Regions from separate parts of the Mus musculus genome. Here region 2 is linked to region 1. Evidence: chromatin contacts called from public HiChIP or PLAC-seq data. All regions are on one chromosome and are shown on one strand. Each heading gives the region's core, a stretch centred on a gene start, on an enhancer-like site or on the middle of the called end of the contact. The rest is flanking DNA. Distances are from core to core; before and after follow the strand shown.

Region 1 (6,417 bases), core at 2,524-5,023:
TTGCCTATTCTGACTCAGCCAATGAAACTGGCACACATTCAGAATGACAGTTAAACATTGCTTGATTCCAGGGAAGCTGGGAAATTTAAATTACTAAATGGCTGGGATTACTCCCCCCAAAAATGCAGAGACCACTGTTCTCACCAAAATCTACATGGTAACGTTTATAGAATTTTACATATAATTATCCAAACTTGGAAGCAGCTAATACATCTTCCAACAGGTCAACACACAAGCAAACTCTGTTATGATTCACAAATGGGTCGTTATCAGCAATGAAAGTAAGTGAACTATCAAACCACAAGATGTAGACCAATCTTCAGTGCTTATCACTAAGTGAAAGAGGCAGCTCTGAAAGGCTACGGACTGTTAGGTTCTGACTAGACAACGTTCGAGAGAAGGAATACTTCCTGTGCTCAAGGAGGGGCGTGTAGTCAGGGTGAAGGTGGGCGCCACGGGCACAGGAGGTCTTAGTGTGCTAAGTCTGTTCTATAGGATAATATGATAGTGCTATACAGTATAATTCATCAAATAATAGATAATAAATACAAAAATTGAAACTAGTGTAAACTATGGGCCTTAGCTATTAATATAGTAATATTGATTCCTCAATTATAGCAAATGTACTACAGTAATCAAAGTGTTACTCATAGAAGGGAAACTTGCATGTGGTGTATGGCAAACATTGGCTGCTTCTTGCACACTTTTTAAATAAAACCTATTTTGATGTGATAGATACTGCAAAGCCACTGAAACATTGCAAAATAGTGAGCGTGTAATGAACACTGGACACAATTGTCTTATGACAGAGAATGGCTTATTTTGGCTTGTAGTTTTAGAGTTGGTCAGTGATCATTCGATGGCCTTATTGCTTTGGGCCTGTGACGCCACAAGCTGATGGGGAGCACGAGGCAGGGCAAAGCAACCTCCTTGTGGCCAGGAAGAGATGAAGGGATGCCATGAAGAGCTCGTGCTAGAGAGCATAGCGTATTCTCAGGCTCCACCCCTTCTCAGCAGTGCCACCCTTGGGGCACATTTCAGATCCAAATTTTACCTATACGGCTTTTGATCACCATGAAGTCCATGGTTTCCAGGAGCCTACATTCTTACCCCAGGACAAAAACACACTAGAAATAAATCTGATTTAAATGTATAGATTCCCAACAGACTTCTTATCTTTGATGTAGGAAGAAAGGATTATCCTTTAAATAGTTAAGATTAAAAGACATCCTGCTTTTCTCAAGCAAAAAAAGCAAAAACTTATTTTTTTTTTTTCCCTTTTCAGTCCAGAAAGTCAAATCTGGGACATAAGGAAATGACCTCACTTAAGCAAAAGCAGGGATGCTGGACTTGTAACTGCTGTTCTCATTCTTACTATAGCCATCTGTCCTCATGGTCCTTCAATTAAGGACTAACTCCAAAATATCCCTTTTATGTTAAAAAGCCTTGACGGCAGACATCCCTCCTCTCTTCCTTACAACCTCCAGTCTTATAACGAGTGGAAATTGGGAATGGCCTTTATCAGCACTGCTTCACTAGAGAGAGTGAACTGGTTCATCGTCACCGAAAACACCTACTCATCCTGAATATACTCTAGATTTACATTTTCAGGGCTAGTCACAAATATTCTGGGTGCAACGAAGTTTCAGACAAGATCTTATTTCTTCTCAAGGGATAGGAAATGAATTCTCATTCCAACCCTCGGCAAACAGAACACCCTTGCTAAACACATTTATGCCAATTCTGTGCAATCAGAAGAAAGGGAAATCTTATCTAGCAGCTTAGCACCACATGAGATAAGCTCTACATCAAGCTATGTACATTCATTAGTCATGTACGGCTCCATCCAAATCCTAGTGATTTGGTCACAATAGGGAAGTTGCCACATTCAAAACACTCCAATGGCTGATGGCTGAGCTAGTTGGGTACCCGTTGTCATTTCTGTATCCACAGAAATTCGTAGTTCCTTGGGGGAATCTGAAGTAGGCTAGTATTAATTGTAGCTTCCATGAGGTCGAGAATCTTTATCATTAAGAACCTGTTTGCTTGCCTTTGACTTTTTAACAGTAGTCTGAAGTATACTATTTATTCTAATGAGTGCAATAAGGGAAGCTTACAAAAAGTGTTAAGCATTTGTAGTGGGCTCACCAACACATTGATCCCATAGTGGTGAATAATCCTTAGGCAAAGAATGGTAAGGGACTGAAGGTACCTATGGCACCTAGGCAGGAGTGCTCAGAGACAGTGAGTCATACTGCATGTAGGGACAGATGTCTAAGACCTTGGATACATGGAAGAATCTAACTGAATTCAACTAGGCTTCCGTTGTCATCAGTGGTTTTGTTTGAAGAGCCCAGTGGGTTCTTATGCTTTTGAACTAGAATGTCTTTAAAGAAATGGGAGGAGGAAGGCCCAGTAGATACAGAAAACTTGAAATGACAAGTTAAAACTCAGAGTGACAGCATATGAGATGGGTGGGAAGCAACAGATTAAGGAAATCTCAGATGAATGATAGTGATCATAAACCAAAGTCAAGGAGGAACTCCATCTGGAGTCATGGTTTTCCAACATAGGGAAAGGGTGATTAGAAAAACCTGGCAGAGAGCATGCACACTGAATTTGAGACTGGGGTAAGCTGAACTTCAGAAGTTAATAGTATGACAACGTAGATGGGTAGACATAAGTTAGAGGAAACATAAACTTTAGGATGGCTGGATACTTAGAAGGAACTTGAAGTCTGAGCTGTTTGAAGGGCCGGATGGTTAGTATCACTGAATGTCGGTATAGGAAGGAGTCTTAATGGAAGAGAATGTTGAACACAGATGATCTTGGCACTCTGAAAGACACTGGGTTATAAAACCAAATGGATTACATGTCAACAGCTCTCTCTCTCTCTCTGGCTAGGATGGGAGGTAGGGACAGAACGTGTTGTTTGTTTCCAGGGAGGAAGGTCTTTAGGAAAGCAAGAATGGGTAGGAGATGGTGGCTCATGCCTATAATCCCAAACCCTGGGAAAATGAATCTAGACTGCTGCAAATCGAAGGCTAGCCTGCACAAGCCTACAGTACTATCCTGTAAAGCCACGCCCCGCCCCTTCCTCCTAAAAGGCTTTAGTTATAGTATAAATGCCCACCACACTTTTAAAGCTTTCAGACTGCCAAGGGGGGTGGGGGTTAAGGGATGTTATCAAATCTGAAAGCTTTGATCTTGTGAGGGACTTTTTAGTTTTATTAGCAGGAAGAAAACAAATTCAAAAAGAGGAAAGGACGTGGGTGGGTGGAAGTTCATAGCTTCTTTGTGGGAGACACAATATTCATCACACTTCCTGGAAAATCTCCTGGTGACTAGATTGGGCTTTTCACATATGTGTTTGATTTTCAGCACCCAGTCTTTCAGCAGAATGAGGGGTAGCACTCCTACCTTCTGGCCTGGCCAGTACCTACTACTGTTCCCCTGAGGGAACTATAGCTGGTTGCTCCATCCCCTCACTCCTGAGAAAACCAAATAGGTTCCTGTACAAGTGGGGATACCCCATGGATTCTTCATAGCCACACAGCCTATACAGAGTCTCCTCTCAGGCCTAACCTGAGACCAAAACCGTGAAGCCAGTGCTCAGGTGCCTGCTTTGATAAGTTTAACTAAGTGAATGATGCTTTGCTCCAAGTAGAGATAAATGAGAGTCAATTTGTTTTTTGTGGGTACCTTAGTTAGAGTTATTATTGCTGTGCTGAAACACCTGGGAGGAAAGGGGTTGTTTGGTTTATACTTCCTTATCACAGTTCATCATCAGAGGAAGTCAGGACAGGAACTCAAACAGGGCAAGAACCTGGAGGCAGGAGTTGATGTAGAGGCCATGAAAGAGCTGCTTACTGGCTTCCTTCCCGTGGCTCACTCAGCCTGTTTTCTTTTAGAGCCCATGATTAGAGGTGTCCCCACCCTCAATGGACTGGACCCTCCCACGTTAATCACTAATTAATGCTCTGTAGGCTTGCCTACAGCCTGATCTTACGGAGGCATTTTCTCAGTTGGGATTCTCTCACCTCAGATGACTCCAGCCTGTGCCCAGTTAACATACAGCTAGTCAGCACAGAGGGAGCCTATGAAGGTATGAAGGGGGCCAAGTGAAGATGGTTCTTGCTCTCTCCCTGAGAAAACAACTACATTCAAAGTTGCCCATGTGGCTGTCAAAGAAGAATCAATGCCCAAAACCAGGCCAGAGGTAAAGGCATGCTTGAAGATACCACAAGGCTGGCTAACACAGCCAATGGGGTGCTCAAAACTTCAAGGGGCTACCCCTAGCTTTCGGGAAGACTCACACAATGGCTGATGGAAGAAAGGCTTCAGCCTCTTAGGAAAAGTGGAGCTTTCTGATTATAGGAAACGCATCCCACTGTTGTCTTTGAATTAAAAAGCCTAAGGCAATAAACCTGGAGCAGCCCTCTTCCCTGGCGTACTGATCACGCAGGAACCATACCTGTAAACCATTGCCTCTTGGACAGTGGTCTCAAAGGTCAACAGTGACAAACACAAATGAGAAGAGATCACTAGAAAAGGACTGCACAGTTTTCTCAAAGTTGGGGGAACATTTCCATTATGGTTGGAAAAACCAAGAGGCAGACAGCAGCTCCTCTTCTCTGTGACATTAAAAAGGCTCAAAAATTCCAATATATATCCTTACACATGCTCATTGGAGTGGGTCAAGTGTGGCAGAAACTTAGAGGATTTTAAGACTAGTTCCAATTATCCTGCTAATTTGGGAATATATTTACTGATTTCTGGAGGAGAGGTCTTTAGCCTACTCTAGAAGATAGCATCTTGAAAACGTAAATAGTATTACATTAACTACTTACAGGACTGGAGGATTAACTCAATGCCACATGCTGCCAGCAGAACACCTACCCTTACGAGCCACCATAGTATCCTCTTACCTACAAATTTTGGGGAACAAAAACCAGAAGGGCACAGCACATTTACCAATTTAATATTTAAAATCTATTTGCTCTAGCAGAACAGGTCAGTTTAGTGATCCCAGTGGCAGGGAATAAAATTTCAATTTGTTGTTGTTGATATTCCCCAAGCCAATTAAGCATGAAATAGAACCTTGCAAGCATGGGTAATCCCAACTCAATTTGGCTTTGAAGACTCTTCGTATTAAAGACACTGTGCTTTAGTATATATATATATATATATATATATATATATATATATATATATATATACACACACACACACACACACACACACACACACACACACACATATATACATATACATACACACACACACACACACACATAAACTGGTAGTGCTTTTAAAGATTCATCTCAGGTGAGATTGGGCACATTCAGGGTGGATGGGGTTGCCATCCAACAGACAAAACTGTGACCCATAATTGCTCCTGTCTGAAAGTACTGCAGGGATGGAAATGGAGAGGAACCTGAGGAAAAGAAGGTTCAGCAACAGGCCCAAAGCGGGAACCAGCTCAAGGGGAGGCCCCAAGACCTGGCACTATTACTGAGGCTACGGAGCAATCACAAAAATTGACCTATCATGACTGCCCAACAAGCGCCCGAGTCAGATGCAGATATTTTCACTCAACCAATGGACAGAAGCAGCTGACCCTTATGACTGAATTAGGGCAAAGGTGGAAGAAGCTGAGGAGGAGGGAGATTCTGTAGGAGGACCAGCAGTCTCAATTAATATGGACCCCAGAGATCTCTCAGATACTGGAACACCGACCAGGCAGCATACACCAGCTGATATGACGCACCCAACACATATACAGCAGAGGACTGCTGGGTCTGAGTTTACTCAGAGAATATGCACCTAACCCTCAAGAGACTGGAGGTCTCAAGGAGTTTAGAGGTCTGGTGGGGGTGGGGGCAGAGTAGGGACATCCCTGTGGAGACAAGGGGGCAGGGAGGAGGTATGGGGGTGGACTGGGAAGGGGATAAAATCTGGAGTTCAAAATCAATCAATCAATCAGTCAATCCATCCATCCATCCATCCATCCATCCATCTATCTCAGGCAAATGCACTTAGGTTTTCTCACCATGTAAATAAAAACATGGTTTTTCCACCTCTCATTTTGAAGTTCGAGTCTATGTAACCAGTAAGACAAAACCTGCCATTATGCACAAAAGCCTGTACAATAGCAAGGTGTGTCTTTAAGTTTTGGGCTGGGGCTTGTGTGAGTGTTAGAGAGGCCTCTGCCACTGAGCTGTACCTCAGCCTAAACATCTATAAACCTGCTGAAAATACCTGCTGGGATTGGAAGAAGTTTTTAGTGCCAGAAAATCGAATCTGATGCCAGGAAAATGCCTTCCTCCTGAAGTACCAATAGCTCATGAAGAAATATAAACCATTACTGTATCAGATTGCTAGAAAAACAAATGTTTATCCCTGCCCCCCCCCCCG
Region 2 (6,796 bases), core at 2,057-4,556, 70 kb after region 1:
CCTTACAGAAGGAAGGTACACTTTGGTGAAAGAATGTCTTCTCACTATCAGCGATTAAAGGAACCTTGTATATTGTATCTTCAAAGACATTACTTGAAAACAATTCCTATTCTGATTTTATAAGAGGGGCTGTCCACTTTATGCTTTATTTCAAGGTTGAGTTTTTCTTTAATAGTGCCATCCAGTTCAAAGCCCATCAAACATGCTTGTCTTCTGAGATAATGATACATTTTCATAAATGGATATTCACGCAGGCCTTGAAAAATGAACAATTCTCCTTACTACCACAGTTGAATGCTTCTTTCTTTAAATGTGCAATTATAATAGTTAATTATTATCTTCAGTTAATAAAAATCATTCCAAATTCTTTACAATCCTGATCTTTTTTTTTTTTTTCCTGAAACTACAGTAAAAATTCCAAGAATTTTTTTTCAGAGCAAAACTCCTCAGAACGAAGCTTTCTAATACTCTGGGAAACAGAGCAATGTTCACCCCGTCCTCTGTATTCATACTGCTTGAGAGCTAGCCGACTGAACTAACAGAGAAGACCGATACGATATTTGCTGTGTCCTGGGGATGTGAGCCATGAGTCTTCACCCAGTGAACTCTACTCACTGTCACCTTAACAGATGCACACTAGATTATCTACATTTGCCTATACGCACATCATCCATTTCTGCTCCAGGCAAGAGAACTAGCAGCACGGTTTAAAGGAGACACATACAAGACAGACTATGAAAGAGGACATTACAAAAAAAACTTATGCATTGGGGTTTACCAATGAGGTGGTCCCCAAGATGGCCCATTTATTAAAGGCTTGGTATAGCTCTCCAGGTTTACTGAAAGGAACTGGATCAGGAGGGCATTAGCTACATCAATGGATCGAACCTCTGATGAATACACAACTGAATAGGTAACTAGGAGGTCGGATCTAGTTAGGAGATGTAGGGCGCTACCCCTAAGGCGTCCAAGGGTGTATCTTGTTCCCATTCCCATTTCCCCAGCCCACTTCCACCTCTGGCTTGCACCCTGTCCAGAAAGAAAATTTCAGGGACTTTGCTCCAACACATCCCCTGGCCACCATAACCTACTGCACCGCGCCTCAGAGAGATATGGATAGGACAGACAGACTGGGACAAACGCCAAGCTGGTGTACCAACAGATGAACGTTAAGGAAAATGACAGAACAAAACGTAACAGTCTCACGTTCCTACCACAGAAAGGGGGGACTCTAAGTAATTTATTTTAGAAATGGGGCAACGAGACAAAGAACAGTCAATACCTCCTGGATGTGTTCCTCCCGAATGTTAAAGGATTATGTCCTGAGAACAGCTCTGCAACCGCTCACAGTCCACGCCTTCTGAAAGCAAGAGAGAGACATGCGTTACTTTGAGTGCGTGAAATGATTTCGATAAGGTGTTTGAAACTGGAGTATTAACTGTGGACTAAGATAATTTATCTCCAAGAAGCGACAGATGACGACTGTATTTTGAGTCTCACATAGGCATGCACGCTTCCCTTGACTATGGCTGCTAATGAAACCGCGTCTAATGATGAAACCACTTACGCTGTAGAATTACTTAGACGCCTGTCTTCAGGCTAACAGTAGACTCTCCCTTGCTAGGATAGAGATGAATTTCTGTGGAAAACCACATCGGGAGTACTTGACATTCATAGAAAGGTTTAAAACACCCAGCTGCTTCTGTCTGTATCCTCTCAAAGTGGCAGCGACAAGGAGAAGGTTGGAGGTGTGTCCAAACTTTTGAAACCACAGCTCAACACTATCACCTTCTCTCAATTCAAGACCCACACAACTGAGCCACCCCACCCTCCACCCTGCTCTTACAAGTGCTTAAGACTTTGTAGCTCTATCCATAACTATATAACTATCTTGGGAAGCAGACGGCCCAAAGGCTACAAAGGATATTCCTGGCTGAAAGATACATTTGGCCAGCAGAGACATGGCCTCCACTGTACAGGCATGGGCTTTTAATGGTTATGCTGATCAATGGGCCAACGGTGCAGTCAACCAGTGATTGGGAAGGTATGATAGACACACCTTGATCTTACTACATCTTTGTTCTACTGGACTCAAGAGTTTACATAGTTGGCCTCTTCAGTGTCTAATCCATAACTTAGGATACGTTTTCCAGGATCATAACATTACAAAAAAAATCTATAAACCAAAATACGAACCTAATACGAAGCTAGTTCACCTTCATTTTACTTGGAGCTTTCAGTCTCTTTATACAGAGGCCAGATTTCTTGGTGTGGTGCCTCCCCCCCCCCCCCCGCCCATGCTAGCTAAACAGGCTTATAACACTCCATCTCTCAGTAATGTTGTGTCTACTTATTGTTGTTCTCATTGTGACTGGGAGTCACTCATTTTTCTTTTACGGGCCCCAAGTATCTGTCATGTCTGTTGCAAGAGCATCTAGCTGACTCTCAGTAAAGAGCTGTTAAGTAAACAGGAGCCTTAAATCCTGAATCGATGAGTACAACCTACTTTGGAAAAAAATCACAAAAGGAGAGTGAATGGTACTTATTTTTCTCTTAATTGCTTTATATCCACACAGTCACACTTTCAGCCCTTTCTCCATACAGCCTCCAGGGTCTACTTTGGAGCTCTGTCTATCCCACAGACGATAGGCCTACCCGTGTAGTGGGACTGTCTTTCCTACAGTTTAAATGTCCCGTGTCACCTGCCTGGTAACCAACACTGCACAAGTCTTCTAAGGACATACATTAGCAAGCCCAGAGCCACCTCCCATCAGCAGCCAAGTTGTCAGCTTAGCTGTGCTCGTCATTACACCTAGAATTGTAACTGAGTAAGATGTCCCAATCCAAGGCTTTACAAGTAGACAAAAGACATCTCCTTGAAAGTGTTGTTTATTCCAGAGAATAATCAAGCAAACAAAAAACTAACAAAAAGGAAAAAAAAATGAAGAAGACATTCAGATAATTAGAGGGGAAAAACATTAGGATTTTTTCAATTATGACATTTTTTTTTCAATCAGCTTAATAAAAACATCCCTGTATCATTTTATGTAATACAATTTAACCTTATTCTGACCTTCCTCATGAGACAAACAAGCCTCTGCATCCAGTAAGGTTCCGTCTGAACTATGGACGTTGATAAGCAATACCTTAATTGCATTCATTTACATGACTTTGAAACTATTCTGGGCTGAAGTCATGACTGCAAGGTCACAGAACACAGAAAAGCAGGACGTGTACCTAGGAGAAAAGATCCACTGACAAGGACAGGAAGCACCCCCTTCACCCCGAGTTAGGAGACATCAAAGGAGTGATGCAATCAACAGGTGCACGCACCCATGCATGCCGGCACATCTGTGCACGCACACTCAGGCCCACTTTACAATCACATACAGAACAATAAGAATATGTTTGAATAAGTCCATCACATACTCTTGGCTCTCATATCTGCCTAAAACTGGGGTAAAGAGGCATTCCATATCCTTTAGCAGCATTAAAAAAAACCCAAAACACATGATAGAGCTAGTATTTTCTACCATCACACAACGATTTCTAGAAACTAATATATGTGTACGTATATACAGTTATAAATAAAGGATGTTATGTATATTAAAATTCTAACTCTGTAATGTATACAGCACCCTTTGTTTATAATTGTTTCCCTAGTTGACCCATATATAACACAACAACCTTACATAAGGGTCAAGGAAACTTATGGAGGAAGGGAGCACAAAGATAATAAAAGCCAGAGAACAGGAAGTCCTCTACGAGATTGTATCTGGCAAAAATGACTGGGAGGCATCACCCACGAATCCTCAACAATATGGCTGCATAAACAAGGTCTGGGCAATGACACCACCAATCAACATGCAAGCATGGGGGAGGGGACTAGAGGATCTTACTGGTCCCCACCCATAGACACACAACTACAGATAACTACAACTAAGAAGCTAAGCAGGAGAGAATGGAGAAATAGTCTTCTCACCAGTATAGCAAAGGGATTCGACTGGGCAGGTTGTTTTTTATGTATCTTTTGCATTTATTTACCTATTTAAAGATAACTACTAGAGAAAAGCAGGCCATGAATTTGAATGGGGTGGGGGCTGGAAAAGGGAGGGGGAATTGATGTAGTTGTATTTTAATTAAGATTTTCTTTCCTCCTTAAAAAAAAAAGATCTATGAGGGTAAGGTGGTAGCTCGGTGGTGGAGTGCTTACATAACATGCACAAGATCTTTCCATCTCCAGATTAAAAAGAAAAAGCCATGAGTTTCTGTTTCATTTTTAATAAGTGGAACAAGCATATGTTCCACTAACTGACTAGAAGACCGCACTTCCAATGTCTCGGGTCCAGTCATACTGCATTAATAAAAGAAAGGAAATACCATAGGTTGAAAGAAATCCACTACCATAAATGACAGGGCACAAGGAGTACTCTTCAAACGCCAAAACGTATCAAGATACACTGAAACAACAACCCTATAAAACAGTTCCTCTACCATAATAAAATGCAAGTCTAAAATAAATTAGATACCACAACACTTTAATTCACCTAAAGAAAGGAAAGTAAACTACACAGATGGGCTGTAAAATACGAATAGATAGATAGATAGATAGATAGATAGATAGATAGATAGATAGGTATATATAGATATATTAGATTCTTTTATTATCTATAGATATAATATATATTATATAGCTAATATATACATTAGATATATTAGCACCAACATAAAGCATCAAATGTTTGTTTGTTTGGGGTTTAATGTACTATCCCAGGAAACTGTCCCAAAATGCTTCTCTCAGTCAAGTCTCCTATATTTAATTTACTAAGCAAACCCTTTGACACTATGCCACCTAAACCAACCTTTTGCAATATAAAAATGACTTAGGGGAAGAGAAACGACACTACAAAAGCCGTGCTTCGTCACCTTCTCTCTGTAGAGAAGTGAAAACATGTTTAGCTCTATAAGAGGAAATTCTCGCACATAGTTTTTGATCAGAAGGAGTATGATGCTGAACTCAAACTCCCAGCACGGCTTCCTATGGACTTCCCTACAGCTTTCCATTGCGCTAACACCTCTGATGGCATGGGGCCCAGCCCACTGCAACCTAGGATCCTCTAGGAAGAACTGGGATGGGTTGAGTGCACACCTACCACGCTGTATGTCTAACTCGCTCCAATAGCATCAGATCACATACGTCACCTTCTCTTTTTCTGGATGCTCACGCCTGTGGAGGTCAGAAGCTGAGGCTGGGTGTCCATCGCATGTTCTGAGACAGAGGCTCTGCCTGAAGGTGGAGCGCACCAGCCCATCGTGCTGGTCTAGCTGGGCCCTGCGTCCACAGCCCAAGTGTTAAAAGACTGCAGGTTCTAAGCATCTGACTCCTTGTTCTCATGCTTACACGGCAAGCGCCTTGCTGACTGAGCCTCCTCCCTACCCCCACTGTGTCCTTTTAAAGTAATAAATTAGAAGGCTTTATTTGTATATATAAATTAATTTGCTTTGGATGAGCTTCGTTTTGAAATACAATTCAAGGTCAATTTTTAGCTTTACAAGAGGAATTTCTCTCTCTCTCTCTTTTTTAACCAGAACGGGTGTGAGGCTGAGTTCAAACTCCCAGCACTGCTTCCAGTGGACTTTGCTACATCTTTTTATTTGCACTAACACTTCCAGTGGCATTTTTGTTTTCTAATAAAAAGGCCACATTGTTTCTCTCGACACTTCTTCAAAGCCCACCTCACTGACAGTGGTTTAAGCTCCTAGCACATTGATTGTGATATTATCCTAAGTTCTAAAACAGCCACAAAATGTCAGGATTTTCCCACTCCTCGGACATTTACAAGACATAGATGCCAAGGTTTATAATCACAACTTGACCACCGTTTATTGTTAAATATTGGTATAACTGGAAACCAATTATCTTAACAGTATAGCATAGCTTTCTGGAAAGAAAAACATCACACAAAATGAAAAAGAAGATGAGGGAAAGTGATCTCCGGGTGTTGGATCATACTTAGAAATGGAATATTAAATGTGCATTCGTCTCTGCGTTCCGTGTGGAGAAGCATGGGTTGAAGAAAGGGGGCTGGGCCTATAACCCAGTTACACGGAAGTTCTGGCCGGCCTCTGCAGCGAGAAGGTGCACACGCCAATTCTGCATCACACGCTTAGACGACTGGAGCAAACTCCACCCACCGTGCCCGCATGGGGCTCTGACATTTTCCTTTTCCTTTTCTGTAGATCACAATGCTTCAACATCATAATGATCTATTTATCTGAAAGACTTTCCCTCTGGAACAGCCTAGGACACAATGCCACCATGCCTCTGGTAGGCACAGTGATCAATCAAGATTCCACCCCCTCCATGTGGCCCACAAACTATATCGTTCTGCTTGTTTCACACTACTGAAGCAAACGAAGATGATTCCTGTATACCAGGTCCAAACCTATACCTAACTCAAGCTACTATATGATATCAGCGATCATATTGTTATATATAAGAAGATGTAGGTCATTAGTTCCTAGCCATTGTACTACCTAGAATTAAATGGCTACATTTAAGACTCCCTAGTCTTAAAAGTTGCTTTCCCTGCCCAGCCCTTCATTGCTTGTCCCATGGAAATCCCAATAAACGCCAGCCCAGTCTCCTCCCTAGCTCCTCTTGGTGGCTCTGGGCAACATTGTTGCTTCCCCACACCACCAAGCCCTGAGCTTACATGTTCTGAGAAGCCATGAGCACAGTAACTTCTTCTTCTGAGCCACTTTCTCATTTCTCAATGACCATACATTCCTAACG

The links. HiChIP or PLAC-seq counts read pairs in DNA pulled down with a chosen protein or histone mark.
Region 2: a contact with region 1 is called in a CTCF HiChIP or PLAC-seq map of CD8 T cells, with 6 read pairs. The contact joins two enhancer-like sites. A contact is called at or near these places in 5 of 39 promoter capture datasets (the 3T3-L1 cell line, the HPC-7 cell line, hematopoietic stem and progenitor cells and 1 more), 1 of 15 datasets of contacts at CTCF or cohesin (CD8 T cells), 16 of 484 Hi-C or Micro-C datasets (the Ba/F3 cell line, CD4 T cells, the G1E-ER4 cell line and 8 more) and 11 of 115 datasets of contacts at active chromatin or transcription factors (CD8 T cells, bone marrow-derived macrophages, differentiating embryonic stem cells and 7 more).

Annotation. Positions count from the first base shown.
Region 1 is chr16:76,280,223-76,286,639 of GRCm38.p6, forward strand. No RefSeq gene overlaps it. Among named protein-coding and RNA genes, the nearest start is that of Gm30569, 17 kb to the right of the region's middle. Within about 2 kb of position 3,774, at least 22 of the 459 cell types and tissues checked have an H3K27ac peak or open chromatin away from gene starts, as enhancers often do. A contact at or near this core is called in CD8 T cells, where this site is marked.
Region 2 is chr16:76,351,190-76,357,985 of GRCm38.p6, forward strand. Nrip1 (nuclear receptor interacting protein 1) reads right to left here. Exons shown (of 4, transcript NM_173440.3): 2 at 1,283-1,360. Among named protein-coding and RNA genes, the nearest start is that of Nrip1, 18 kb to the right of the region's middle. Within about 2 kb of position 3,307, at least 45 of the 459 cell types and tissues checked have an H3K27ac peak or open chromatin away from gene starts, as enhancers often do. A contact at or near this core is called in CD8 T cells, where this site is marked.